3 separate regions of the Mus musculus genome follow, and all the other regions are linked to region 1. The links are chromatin contacts, called in public HiChIP or PLAC-seq and promoter capture Hi-C maps. All regions are on one chromosome and are shown on one strand. The core of a region is the stretch at or near the end of the contact, and the rest is flanking DNA. Distances in the headings are between cores, read along the strand shown. Region 1 holds the start of Coro2b (coronin, actin binding protein, 2B). Region 2 overlaps Glce (glucuronyl C5-epimerase). Region 3 holds the start of Cln6 (ceroid-lipofuscinosis, neuronal 6).

What was found. Promoter capture Hi-C pulls out the DNA fragments that hold promoters and counts their contacts. HiChIP or PLAC-seq counts read pairs in DNA pulled down with a chosen protein or histone mark.
Region 2: a contact with region 1 is called in an H3K4me3 HiChIP or PLAC-seq map of bone marrow-derived macrophages, with 5 times the contacts expected there. The contact joins the enhancer-like site here to the promoter of Coro2b in region 1. A contact is called at or near these places in 1 of 39 promoter capture datasets (liver), 5 of 484 Hi-C or Micro-C datasets (the N1E-115 cell line, embryonic fibroblasts, embryonic stem cells and 1 more), 1 of 115 datasets of contacts at active chromatin or transcription factors (bone marrow-derived macrophages) and 1 of 9 other capture datasets (adipose tissue).
Region 3: a promoter capture Hi-C map of the SN4741 cell line shows a contact between it and region 1, with 4 times the contacts expected there. The contact joins the promoter of Cln6 here to the promoter of Coro2b in region 1. A contact is called at or near these places in 2 of 39 promoter capture datasets (the 3T3-L1 cell line and the SN4741 cell line).

What each region holds. Positions count from the first base shown.
Region 1 is chr9:62,535,105-62,539,475 of GRCm38.p6, forward strand. Coro2b (coronin, actin binding protein, 2B) reads right to left here and starts at 1,940. Exons shown (of 12, transcript NM_175484.3): 1 at 1,549-1,940. The coding sequence starts at 1,563. It overlaps Gm39352 (a long non-coding RNA gene), which reads right to left. Exons shown (of 4, transcript XR_870833.1): 2 at 4,177-4,371; 3 at 3,177-3,684; 4 at 2,777-3,022.
Region 2 is chr9:62,056,057-62,060,427 of GRCm38.p6, forward strand. Glce (glucuronyl C5-epimerase) reads right to left here. Exons shown (of 5, transcript NM_033320.5): 5 at 1,188-4,371. The coding sequence ends at 3,955. Among named protein-coding and RNA genes, the nearest start is that of Paqr5, 31 kb to the left of the region's middle. Within about 2 kb of position 2,280, at least 34 of the 459 cell types and tissues checked have an H3K27ac peak or open chromatin away from gene starts, as enhancers often do. A contact at or near this core is called in bone marrow-derived macrophages, where this site is marked.
Region 3 is chr9:62,836,850-62,841,220 of GRCm38.p6, forward strand. It overlaps Cln6 (ceroid-lipofuscinosis, neuronal 6), which reads left to right and starts at 1,936. Exons shown (of 7, transcript NM_001033175.3): 1 at 1,936-2,105. The coding sequence starts at 2,032.

The DNA.
Region 1 (4,371 bases), core at 690-3,189:
GGAGACTGAGACAGACTTGAGGGTAAACCCGAATCCTGCCATACTTATATTAGCTATGTGACCTTAGGCAAGTCACCTCACCTCTCCGAATCTCAGCTTTTTCCTCAGTTAAACAGTTTTACCTTCAAGGGAGAAAAGTTGTCTGAATCCGTGTGCATAGACAGGAGAGGTTGCAGGGTCAGTCCTTGCAAGGTCATCTTCAGCCTTAACACTTATGCTCCCACCCGGCCCATGAATTGCTCCTCAGCCCCCACCTGCCTGAAGCTTTGGCATTTACAATCTCCATAACAACACATCTCTGCCCAGCTGCATTTATGCTCATTTAAGAGCACTAAGCACCCTGCCGCTTGATATAGCTAGCTTGACAAAGTTAAGGCCAGGCACATCCGCCCCGAGCCCTCAGGTTATCATTCTCATACAGCTCCCAAGTCCCAGAACTGAGGGCAATGACAAGGTCTGAAGTGAAGTCCGAGCCGGGCTGAGCAAGTCGCTGGGGTAAGGAGCTTATTAGAAGGGTCTAGAATGGACCGCCCAGCCTTTCTGTAAGGCTTTGACCACAGCAGGCTGCCTGGCCTGCTTGGCTTCTACCTCCTCAGCTGTGAGAGCCAGCTGAGCATCTGGGAAAGATGGAGTCTGGCCTAAGGTGTATAGACGGCCAAATCCACGGCTAAGGCCGATGCCAGGGTGTGAGGTCAGCACTCCAACAGAACCTGGGAAGAGTACAGTTCATACTCTTCACTTGTTTGTCCCACCACTACCAAGGCTCATCTTATCCCATTGCAGAAAAGGAAACCTAAGCCCAAACTAGGCCTAGCCCTTCTCCGTAGAGAGACTCAAATCTGCCTTGGCCCAGGGCTTATCCCACTGCCCCAACGGTCTCTCCTCTTAACTCCATTCTTCCATTGGCAGGGAAGACGTCCCCAAAAAAGTTCTTCAACAAACCCGGGCTCCTGTGACAAGTCCAAGAACCTCTTCCAAACTGGGGTCTGCCAGGATGCCTACCTGCTCCTCTCTGTCACACTCCCTGCCCATCCCACCCCATGCAGTAGAACCTTCCCTGTCTCTGGCAGCCACTCAGGGATCCGGCAGCGCCTCTACAGGGTAGCTTTGGAGTCAGGCCCAGGCTTCTGGGGTAAATGGCAAAGACAGGCAGGTGGGGTTCAGCTCCCTTGTGTGTCTGACTAGCATGGCCAGCCCATCCCTGCATCATCAGCATGGATCCCTCAGTCCTTACGGCGCGTGACACTGAGGGACAGACACCCAGAGCGCCAGCCAGCCCGAAGCAGCTTTCCAGGGGTTAAAATTGCAGCACCTTCCACAAGAGTTAAAAATGCAGTCCCGGGGCGCACAGTGATGTGGTCCACACCGTCCAGGATAGCTGCAAAGGAGCATCCCCTCCCGGCATCCCGTAGTCCCCTGGGGGCCGAGCGACTCCTGGGAGCTGGAGCGCGCGCGCGCGCGCGATCCCTTCCTAAGCCCCTCAAGTCCCTGCCCGGGGGGTTGTAGCACCCGCGGGTCCCCAGCGTGGCGACGATCTGCGCTGCTTACCTTTGTGACAGTCATACAGAAAGCGGGCGGTGGGGCTGGGCGCGGGCGGCGGCAGGCGGCTGGGCCGGGCTGGGGACCGCGCGCTCGGGAGGCCGCTGGCTGATGTCAGCCGCGGCCGAGCATCTATAATAGATGAGGCCGCCGCGCCGCAGGAAGGCGAGGCAGGAAGAAAGGCGGGCGGCGGGCCGCGCGGGGGGCGGGGAGGACCGACCGGGGACTCGCTACAAAGAGGAGGCGGAGGCAGAGGCGGGAGTGCAGTCCGGGCGCCTGACGGTCCCCAGCCCCGCGCGTCCAGGCGCTGCCCCCTCGGGCTCCTGGCACCTGCGGCCGGGGCCGTGGGCGGGGACCCGGCCTTCGGTGCCGCGTTGGCTCCGGGCGCCCGGTGAAGTCACAAGCTGGACGGGCGCGGCGCGCGGCCGGAGATGCCTTCCCAGGGCTGGTCGCCCCCTGGAGGTTCCCAAAGTCCACCCGCTACGGGTCCCGCAGCTGCCACACGAGTTCAGGGTGGCCAGGAGGGCTCGTGGAAGCACTCCTTCGCATCTCAGTGATGAGCTCGCCTAAGGCCAATGTGGTCCATGTTACATAGGAAGTGGCAGGACTTGAGTGTAAAGTACTTAGACAGAGGGGCATTGGGCCCAGTTGGCTCGCCAGACTCGCCCAGAGGCTCTCTGCTTGGTGGCAAGCTTCTTAGAGGTTTCCTTTGCAGATCCTGCGTTCTATAGTTATAGGGACACAGGGGGAGCTCTCTGTAAGAGAGGCAGGACCGACCCTCCTCAAGAGTGTTCACATCACTGGGGAGATGACAGGTACAGTTGCTCTAGGCAAATCCCAGCCAGGTTACCTACACCCTGTAGCAGCTGCAGGAATTTCAAGTACAATTGCCTGAATATGGCCATGCGAGTACCTGGGCAAAACCGGTTTGGACAGATAAGGAGCCGCTGCAACCACAGAGAAGGGAGGAGGGAATGAGGTATTTGGAGCATCTCTCTCTCTCTCTCTCTCTCTCTCTCTCTCTCTCCCCCCCCCCCCCGGGGGTTCTGAAGTGTGCCACCTGCTCTCAGAGTTTCTTCACTGCAGTCCAGTGTGAGCACCTGCCCCGGAGGAAGGTGCAGGAACAGGGAGGTAGGATGCCTGCTCCATTCCGCAGCTGTATTTCTAGAACAGTACTACACACAGTGACAACTACTATAAAGTGCTTTGGCATAGATCCCGATATTTTTATTTACAGTTTTTTTTGTTTTGTTTTATCTTAGTTTTTGTTGGTGTTTTGGGTTTTTTGGGGGGGCATCCCTAAGAATGAGCAGATTTCGTGGGGGGACGTACCTGGTCTGACACAGTGACAGAGCCAGGACTTGTGTCTGTGAGTTACAGAGTTCCTCCACAGCTGCTGCCATCTTTGAACTTCTTCTGCATCTTGGGAAGGGTATAAACACCTGTCCGTCTCCAGGGGCCTTGCAGCAACTTTACTAGGTCTCTAGGGAGAGCAGATGTAGCTTCAGGCCTCAGGCATTGGCTCTGCGCCAGACCCCTCCTAGGTGTAGTCATGCCAGGCCTCAAGTCTTTACTGCCTCACCCCCCCCCCACCCGCCCCAGAAATGCCGGCTTCATTCTCTGAACCCCATCCTTACCTGACATCCAACCACTGTACACTTAGTTCAGAGTCTCTGGGTTGTCTCCACATGGGACAGTACAGCAGGGAGCTAGCTGGCCCCTGGGTATGATTTATCTTCCTGCATGACCCTGTCTCAACAATAACGAAACTAAAGGCAAAGAATGTTTGAGAAAGATACCCATTGTGGACTTCTGGCCATCACAAGCATGTACATAGCACACACACACACACACACACACACAGAGACACACACACACACACTGCATCTCAATGATAGGGTGCTTGCCCAGTATGCATAAGGCTCCAGGAAAAGTTTAATGTCACCAGGAACAAATCAAGGATGATGTATGGAGCGGGGGAGATTGGATTAGTCAGTGAAAGTGCTTGCCAGGGAAGCCTGAGGCCCTGAGTTCAAATCCCCAGCTAAGTATTGCAGTGCATACCTGTATTCTCAGTGTGAATCAGGTGAAGGTAAGATGGTCCCTGGAACTTGCAGCCCAGCCTGTCTAGCTAACCAATGAGCCCTGGGTTCAGAGAGAGAGAGACCCTGTCTCAATTACAACAAAAATAAAGGCAGAGGAGGAAGGAGAAACACCCATCGTTGACTTCTGGCCATCATAAACATGCGCACATATGCATACATACTCAAAGATAGGGTGTATCTCTAGGATGGCATGCTTGCCTAGTATGCATATTAAGGCTCTCAGTTCCATTACCAGCAACACACACATACACACCAATTCAAGCAAAATAAGTGTTCTATCAGCAGAAGAAATGTAAAGGAGACCCATAACATTTCCCATCAGCCAGTTGGTCATTATCAGAAGGATTTGGATTCCATGTCAGGATGGTAGTCTTGAACAGGAGAGCCTTAAGACAGGAGAATGGAACCATCATTGCCAGGCTTCTCCATCCAGCCCTATGGCCCTATTAGAAAGTACTGAAGGGCCAGCCAAGAACACCAGCAACCAACACCCATCACCCCTCTCACATCCCAGATTGCCATCCTCGGTTACCCAGCATGCCTCTTGGCACCTTCCGCGCTGTCTGCTGTTGTTGTGGGCTCTGGGAACAAGACAAACACTTAATGTTATCTTGAGCCAAATGTAATTAGGAACATCAATCTGCCATCCCCAGGACCCATGTGATGGGCTCTGAAGGCAGACAGGAGACACTCTAGGTCCCTCACATGGCTGCTGGCTCCCTCCTTC
Region 2 (4,371 bases), core at 1,030-3,529, 480 kb before region 1:
TTATGAGAGTAGGACAACACAGACAACCACGTGGGGACATGGGAAGAAGACAGAAAGAGGGAAAAGCAACCTCCAAAGCAATGGATTCTAGCTACGACTTGATTTTATAGAGTTCTCATTTCTGGCATTGAGAATGCGAATGCGAATTTCTGCTGCTTAAGTTACTCTGGCCTGCAGTATTTTGTTACAGCAGCCCTAGCAGATAAAAAAATGTACCTCTGCAGACCACTTCCTTAACAGTGGAGGCACTACGATTCTGTAGGCCTCAACTGTTGTTAAGTCACAGAAATCAAACCTAGCCAACACCAGTACACATGGGACCTGAGTGGAAGCCCACTGCTCTTCAAATGCACTGGATCCAGGCCTTGGAGCCCTGCCAAGATTGGTTTTTCCAACTTTGCTTTTCTTTCTATTTCAGTCTAAAAGTTCTTGCTGGAGAGACTGGAGTGGCCTAGCTCCTGGCAGGACTGTCCAGCACCCGGGCAGGAAAGATTCTTCAGGTATGGAGACTTCTGTGGTTTGGAGGACCTGCACCCCAATGGTGATGAAGAAATGAGTATGAGGTTCATGGCCAACTCTGAATTTTGTCATATACTGCAAAATCAAAGCAAGAGTAGTTTGTGATCCACTCTGGTCCAAGACTGTTTGTGACCACATAGCTCTTTCTCAACTAAGGTGGAAGACAAGGGACAGCTCTAAGAAAGAAGAACAGCCTTGTGCTGAGACCTGCAGAGCTACTGAAAGCTAAAAGCTGACTGGTGATCAACTCGAGTCCAGCATAGATTTGTGTGTGGAATTTAGTAAAATGAAGCCACAGAGACTACAATGTGGTGCTGATTACTCTACAGAGGAGAGTACAGAAGGATGACAGGCAGCCCAGAACTCCCAGCTGTAACCTGGGAGGGCATGCACACATCCAGCTGGGGTAACCGAGTGTTTGCTCAAGTTGTCCCTTCCCTACTTCCACCTGTCCTCACCCTAGAGCCCTGACGTGGGCTTCAGTTCCTGACCAAGTGCAGTGCAGCCCTTTCTGTTCTGAACCTGTCTGGTGTACTGTGGCCCCCACAGACTAAGGCTCCTGCGAGATTACTCTGGTTCCCTGTCTTCAGGTTCAAAGAAATATTGGCCAAATGCTTATTGGGTTCACATAATCACAAACTAAGCAGAAGAGAAGAGAAATATCCAAGTACATTTCTTTTCGAGATAAAAACTTTATTTTACAATTTTATAAAGCAGCTTTACATTAAGCACAAACAACCCATTTAACTTTGTATAGAAACAAAATACCTTTCCATTTGAAAAAATCAAGTTTTGCTGTATATAAAACTAACATGTGCACATTGTGCTTGAACTGCAAAGGCTGTACAGCTTTACAGAGGACCACCCTCCAGGAGGGCATCCAGTAAACACATTATTGCATATTTGACACATGGCATATACCCCACATGTACAATGGAGAAGCAAGGAAACAATTACAAGAACAAACCAGCAGCTTTTGGTAAGAGTCTGTACACCAACAAAGACAGAGGCCCTGCATCTGGAGAGTGCTTGTGACATTTCTACACACCTCACAGATGTCGTGAGGCTCTTGAACGAAGCCGTTATATACAGTAACTCCTAAAGGTCAAACCTGCTCTTTTCTAGAAACTTTTGGCTGTTTTACTACTGAAATGGTGACAGATTCAACATGGAAGCTAACTCAGAGAAGTGAACCAAACCAATATCCTTAAAAAAAAAAGAATCACAACAAAAAATTAAAATACCCTCCCCATTCTCTCTATACTCAGGATAAGTAAACATTTACATGATTTAAAAACCTAGGGAACTTTGTAGTTTTCTGGAGGCAAAAATGCATGGGTCCCTGGCAGTGTTCCTCCATACATGCCCAGTTCTCCCACCCGTCGAACATGCTGTGGATCCCACTTCACAGGCAGAATTCCTGCACACCCAGAGTCTCATTTTGTTACCCCCAGTGACACAGAGGCATCCTCCCTCACGTCTGACAAGCCAAGCACTGACAGTGCTGTCACAGGCTCAGTGTGACCTCTTAGGGGATTCTGGGATCACAAGATAAGTCAAGTAGCTGTTGCAACGTGGAAGGCAGTGGAAAAGCAACAGCAGTGAACTGCCATTTCTACATCAAAAACAGAAACAGAAACCAAAACAAACCCAAACAAACCAACTTTCCCTCTTCAGTGGAAAAGGACAACCACATTGGTAAGGCACTGGTGTTTGTCACAAAATCAGTTCCACGATGATTTCACTGACTCCTCTCATCTGAAGACCAGTATGCAAACAGAAAGCAGAAGTCGGGGCCACTCCAGTAACAAATCTGAGAAGTGGACAGTGTTCCCAGGTGGGCCAGCTTGTTTTCAACATAGGAACTGAAAATAAAAGGGAGTCTTCGCTTTTATTGCTGAGACAAATGTGCATGTTCAGATGTTGCTGAAACACCTCGTGTGTGAGAACCACAGAGGTAAAAGCTGGGGAGCCGTTTGACTGACCACACTAGCTACCTTGTAGGTGGAAGTAAGGTGTGGTCATATATACTGCGAGTCTAAGTTTATTTTTCAACAGTTTAATATTGTCTTCAGTACAGCTCTTCTTTCCTGACTCCTTTGATGCTGATATAGTTTACATATGTATTATTGTGTGTGTGTGTATTTTTCAGCAGAAGTACAGTGTGTGGGCAGATCACCCACCTCGCCTTTAACATGCATCTGACCAGCAGCATGGATAAGTGTCATTATTTGTTCCTAGAAAGGGTGAGGCTTATGTTACCCAACTGTCTCTATATTATCACACCCTAAACAAAAACCAGAGCAAACCAATCCCTGTTGCTTTTACCTAATGCCCGGAGCCTTACAGCAGACACTGTCCATGGCATGAGGACTCTGAAACTCACTTACAGATCTGATGGCACACAGACAGCAGACACAGTAGCATCTTTTCTGTTTCAATGCTGGAATCGTTCAAAATTAAGCTTCAGAGAAACAGCAAGGACAGAAACGACGTGAAAAGCAATGGTGACAACCCAGGCAGGAGAGACTTTACTGTGACTCCTGAACACGACACTTCTCTTTTAAGGAGGAGGTACCAATGGTCAATTTCAAAGCATCAAGTCTGTCACAAGTTTAGGCTTATAATTAATATTCTGTGTAATGTCCTCTCATTGGACAGGACTACTAAAGGATAGTATGAAATGAAATGCAGCCTTCTAGATAGTGATACAGACACACTGCACTAGAGCAGACGTGGGGAAGACGATTATCAAACTTTGACTGATTGTAGACCGTTTCATAAAACACAGCATGTCTGTGACTTCTTGTGCAGTCAACAAGTTTCATTTCAGTTGTGCTTATGTATGTGACCGTGAAACCTGAACACGGGCTGTGTTTAGATATACAGAGTTCAAGAAAACCATAATTCAAAATATTTTCCATATATAATTGAACAAATGCAACAAATGCTCACTCCCTCTCAAGAAATGAACCTATGGGAAAGAAACACTTAAAAAAGTCCACGATCCAGGCTATACGCACACATTTACTGTAATACAGCACACTGATTTCTAAAAGCCTGCTTTCAGTATAAATATAAATAATCACATTTTAAAAGCACTCCATACTAAGTTTTAGGTAAGTGCTGGGCAGCAGGCTAGCAGCAGTGACTTACCAGTATCTTCCTCAGACTGAGAGTGACTCTGCATGGAGGCCTACATGATGAGAGGGCAGAGGTCTTGGTTCAGTGCACTGACAGAGCGCTCTCCTCGATACCTTTCTAAGCACCTGCCCCGTGGAATGCAACTGTTTCAGAAGACTAACTTTAAGGGTCTCTTCTTACAGTGCTGTGACCCACAAACCCAGAACACAGCATTTAAAGTGTGCGACGTGCTGCTGAGCTCTGCTGCTGAGCGACACAGAAGAGGCTGGAATGCACTTTTGGTTTCGAGCTCTAGTTGTGCTTTGCCCTACTGCCTTTAAGGTAGCTTTTCCACCTCTTGACAAATTCTTTGAAGATTGGGGACTCATCGATGGTGCTGAGCAGCTGCAGCTGGTTAATGTGGGTGGTGTGATAGTCCCAGCGGGCCAGGTTGGGAGCAATGCCAAGCATGAAGTGGCGGAGGTCATAGATGGTCCCGGAGCCAGTATCATACAAGGGCAGCATGGCTTTAAGAGATTCCATGCCGCGCTCGTACAAGGACCTTGCTTCTTTCCCAAGTGTCTCCCCTGCTGTTTCTTTTAGGTCATACAGCCCAATTAAAGAATACATAAAGCCATTTAAAACAAAAGAGCTAGGTGTGGTTGGATATTCTTCATACCAGTCATGTTTATTCATGAACACGGCTTTAACTCCATGCTGCTCTGACGG
Region 3 (4,371 bases), core at 686-3,185, 300 kb after region 1:
CCCAGTTTGGATCCCCAGGTGTATGCAGCACATTTGTAATCCACAGAGACAGGTGGATCTCTGATGCACACTGACCAGCCAGTCTAGCCAAATTGATAAGCTCCAGGCCCAGTGAGATCCCTGTCTCCAAAGACAAGAGAAACAACCAAGACAGACACCCAGTGAAGACCTCTGGCTTCCACATGCACCTGCCTGTACATGTGCACAATCTCCAAGATCACACAATCACCACACACGAGTGCACACACACACCACACCACGCATACACATGTACAAGTGCATGAACGCATACATGCTCTCCAACAAAACCAGCCCAACAGAGCCAGATAGTCTGCAAGAGGCTCATGCATTTCTCAAAGCTATAGATGAAATAGCTCACCCTTTGTTACAGATGAGTAAACTGAGTCTGGGAGAGGCCGAGCAATTTATCTGACCTCTGTGACACTGGTCCCCAGACAGTGTGCCTTGCAGATACTTCTCATGTTTGGCTTCTGTTCTCTTTTCTCATTGGGACATTGTCTCCTTGGGTTCTGGATGCCATCTATGTTCCTGCGGCTCAATCTATCTGCCAGGCTCCTACCGACCGACATGGCGTCTGAGCTTCACACCCATGGGTCCAACAGCATCCTGACCCAACCAAAGCTTCGTGGGTCCAAAGATGACGTCTCATTTACCTGTGCTTGCTCCACCCACTTAGATGCAGCGCCTGGTCACATCTAAACTCCTCTCCCCTTACAGCCATGCATCCGAAGAAGATAGCTCCCACACCACTGGGCATGTCTCACCCCCAACCCCCCTTTACTGATACAGTCCAGGACCCTCATTAGAACTTGGTACCCGACAGGCTGCACCTCCTCCATCTCTGGTTCTGCCTCTGGGCTGTGCCTGAAATGCACACATATGCCAGTCTCTTGCCAGGGCCCTTCCTGAGGTTCTCAGGGATTGGGGGCTCCAATCTAAACCCCTCTCTCCCCCATCTCAGCCAGTCTCTCACTCCCCTGAGCAGCGTGGTTCTCACACAACTTTCCACTCCTCCATACCAGCTAGTCTCTGGACAGGGTGTGGGAGGAGGAGGGGTGGGTGTGTGGGGAATTCTGGCCGTTCCCTCTGCCTGGAGCTCTTTCCTGTCTCCAGTTCATACTTCTCTGTCAGCTATCCTTCCTGTGATGCCTGTTTGGCCTTACTGCCTCTATGGCTACACAACCCTCAGAACTTCCTCCACCATTACCAGAAGCTACGAACAGAAGCGCTTCTGAACAGGGCTCATAGGTTCCTGCACAGAACTTACGAGGTTCTTAACACAATTGAATGAGGAAGGGGTGTGTGTCTTTCCCCAACGCCAGGACTGGATTCTGGACCACCTCGTTGTCCTCCAACTAGGAGAGAATTCACTATTCTCTTCACCTATCAAAGCACAGTGGATAGTTTATCGAGCAGTCTTTAATCTGAGGAAGGAGGGCTCAAAGACCCCGGGTCTTCTGATGACCTCACAGCTTGGTCATTCCAGGTCCCCGGTTCACCTTCGTCCAGTACCCTCAAGCCCGGCTAGGCAAGGCTTCCTTCCTGCAGAAATGCAGAGAACCCAGGAAAAAAACAAAAGCAAGCAAACAAACAAACAAACAAGACGCCAGGCTTCCCCACTGGAGTGCAGATTCAACTAAGACCCAAGACCTCTGGGACATAAGTTAGGCCCCTCCTTCTCAAACAAAACACGCCCTCCAGCTGTCTCCCTCCACCTCCGCTCTCTCATTCCTCCTCCCTCCTCCCCACACTCCATCCTCCTCTCCGGTCTTGCCCCAAGCCCCTCCCTATCCTCCTCCCTTCACCAGTTCTCCCCCTGCTCTTTCCTCCAGCTTCTCTCCTCCCTCCTCCCCTCCAGCCTCCAGCTCCTCCCCTCCCCTCCCGCCCGCCCTGGGGCCCCGCGCTCGCTTCCCTCTCTCCCGCCCAGCCTTCCCCGCGTTGGGCGCCGAGGCTCCGCGCGGCCCGCGCAGCCGTCTCTCCTCCCGGAAGGCGAGGCCGAGCGTGGCGGCCATGGAGGCGGCGACGCGGAGGCGGCAGCTCCTCGGAGCGGCGGGCGGCCCCGGTGTCGCGTTCGTGCAGGCCAGGTGCGCGCGGAGCGGGGACAGGGAGGCCGCGAGGGGCCCCAGAGTTTGAGAGACCTCGCCAGGGTTAAGGAAACCGCAGGGATAGGCTACTCGGGGGCCACCCCGGCCAGCCTGGCTGAGTCCCTGTGCCACTTCCAAGTTTTTAGGAACCTCCTGCTCTGGGCAAGACTGTGACTCTGCTCTGAATCCGGTGGCTCAGGGCCCAGGGAAAGTGGGCCGTTAACCGGGGACAGCGTGACTCTCCCATCCTGAATGAGAGACCCCTTCCCTCAGAGGGGAGATGTTTGGGGTTTATCTGGCTCGACAGGGCAGAGCCAGAGGCGCAAAACCCGCCCTTTCATCTTTTCCTCCAGTCTGCCTCCATCCGCTCCACTGACCAAAGCATTCCCGCCTGTCACATGTATTGATTAAACACCTGTCATGTGCCTAGCGTTGTGCCAGATGGCAAACAGGAAAGTCTGAGCCAAAGCAGGTGACAGCTAATTCTGGAGGGCTTTCTGGAGTTGAACAGTACAAGACTCTGCAGAGGACAGACACTTACTGCCGGGCATGGTGGCAATGCTTTTAACCCCATCACTCAGGAGGCAGAGGCAGGTTTCTAGGGGGATGTAATCCAGTTGGTAGTGACTGCATAGCATGCAGGAAGTCGTGGTTCTTCCCAGGCCACAGAAACTGGACATGGTAGACAGTGGAAGGATGTGAGGAAACACAAGGACTATACATACTAGTGTTGGACATGTCACACGTGTAAGAGAAAATCAACGACAGGGGCTGGACCAACTTTAAAGTGCCCTGAATGTCCCAGAGTTGGCCGAGAAGGCCCTAGAGTCTGAAGTTGGAGGAGGCACCTACTCTGGGTGGGGAGGCTGTTCACTTTGAGCAGGAAAGACCCCTTACCTTCCTCACCTGAGTGACCTGGTAAAAATGTATATTCCATATGCCACAGGTACCAAAGAGCCGTGGAGAGATTTGAGCACTCATGTGCACCAGGTGAATTTTAGGAAGTCCCTGGCACTGTTTGGAATGGTGGGGGAAGTTCTGGGAGACTGGGTTGAGGGCAGCCTTTTCATAGTTCCGACTGGGGAGCAATTCTCTGAGCATGTGCTGTGCTGCCTCTGGTAACATTTCTACCTGGTGGTCATCCTATGAGCTCTCCGTGGCGTAGTCACAGGGTAGCCATCTTAGTTTGTATATACACGTCATCAGGGCAGATTTGCCCTTAGGCACATTATTGAGCAGCTTCTTGTCACTTGAGGGTCCCTATACTCTAAGTATTAGGTCATCATCTCTGACTGATAAGGAAGTGGTCCAGTGTGCAGTAAGGAGGTGCCTGACCAGACTGAGGCTCAGGCTGTAAAACGCCCAAAAACCTTCTACAAGTTCAGCAGACATTCCACAAGCTGCCCCCGGCACTAAGGGGATCAAAACCATCTTCCATATTTGTGGCTGTCACGGTTGTTCTACCTGTTATCTGTCCATCGACGCTACAGTGTTTACATTATTTAAGCTGTCTTTGCTTTTTGTGTTTAGACAGGGACTCTATTACATAGTCCTGGCTGTCCTGGAACTCCATCTGTAGAACCAGGCTGGCCTCAAACTTGGAGATCCACCTGCCTCTGCCTCCTGAGTGCTATAAGGTGAGTGCCACCACAGCCGTCTCTGGGACCTTTTCTTTTTTTCCTCATTGTTTGTCTGCACGTCTTCATTTTTGTTGAAATGTCCGGAGCCCTTCTCTCTACTCCCCGTACACAACTCTCTAGACAAGCCCTTTGCCTTTCTGCCCCCCAGGCTTGCAGATGCTGCTGCCTGGTCCTGGCTTCCCAGCTGTCGAGGTGTCAGTGCCCCCCGCCCCGTGGTAGACTTGGGAAGCTGAGGAGGGGAGCAGGAGCAAAGGCTGGGCTTGCCTCAGGTTACCTGGACTGGCATTGGCTTTCGCCAAGCCGATATCCTCCTCCATTCAGTCTGTCGCTCCTGATGGGGGCCTAGAACCAACGTGGCCTGGGGGGAGGGGGCTCAGCCTGGGAAGTTTGGAGTCAGAACTTGGGACAAGCTTGAGGTTCCTCATCTTGCGGTGTTGAGGGGAGGTACCTTTCCCCTGTGTGATCTGCCATCACTGTCAAAGCCCCGCAGAAGGAAACGGTTGGTTCAGAAGTTTGCCTGTCTTTTGTCTGTGTATTGCTGGTAAAGGAAAGCTTTCATTAGGCTGAGGAAAAGCCAGCACGAGAGAGAAAGCCCTGCAGTGCAGAGCAGGATTCTGAGCATCCAC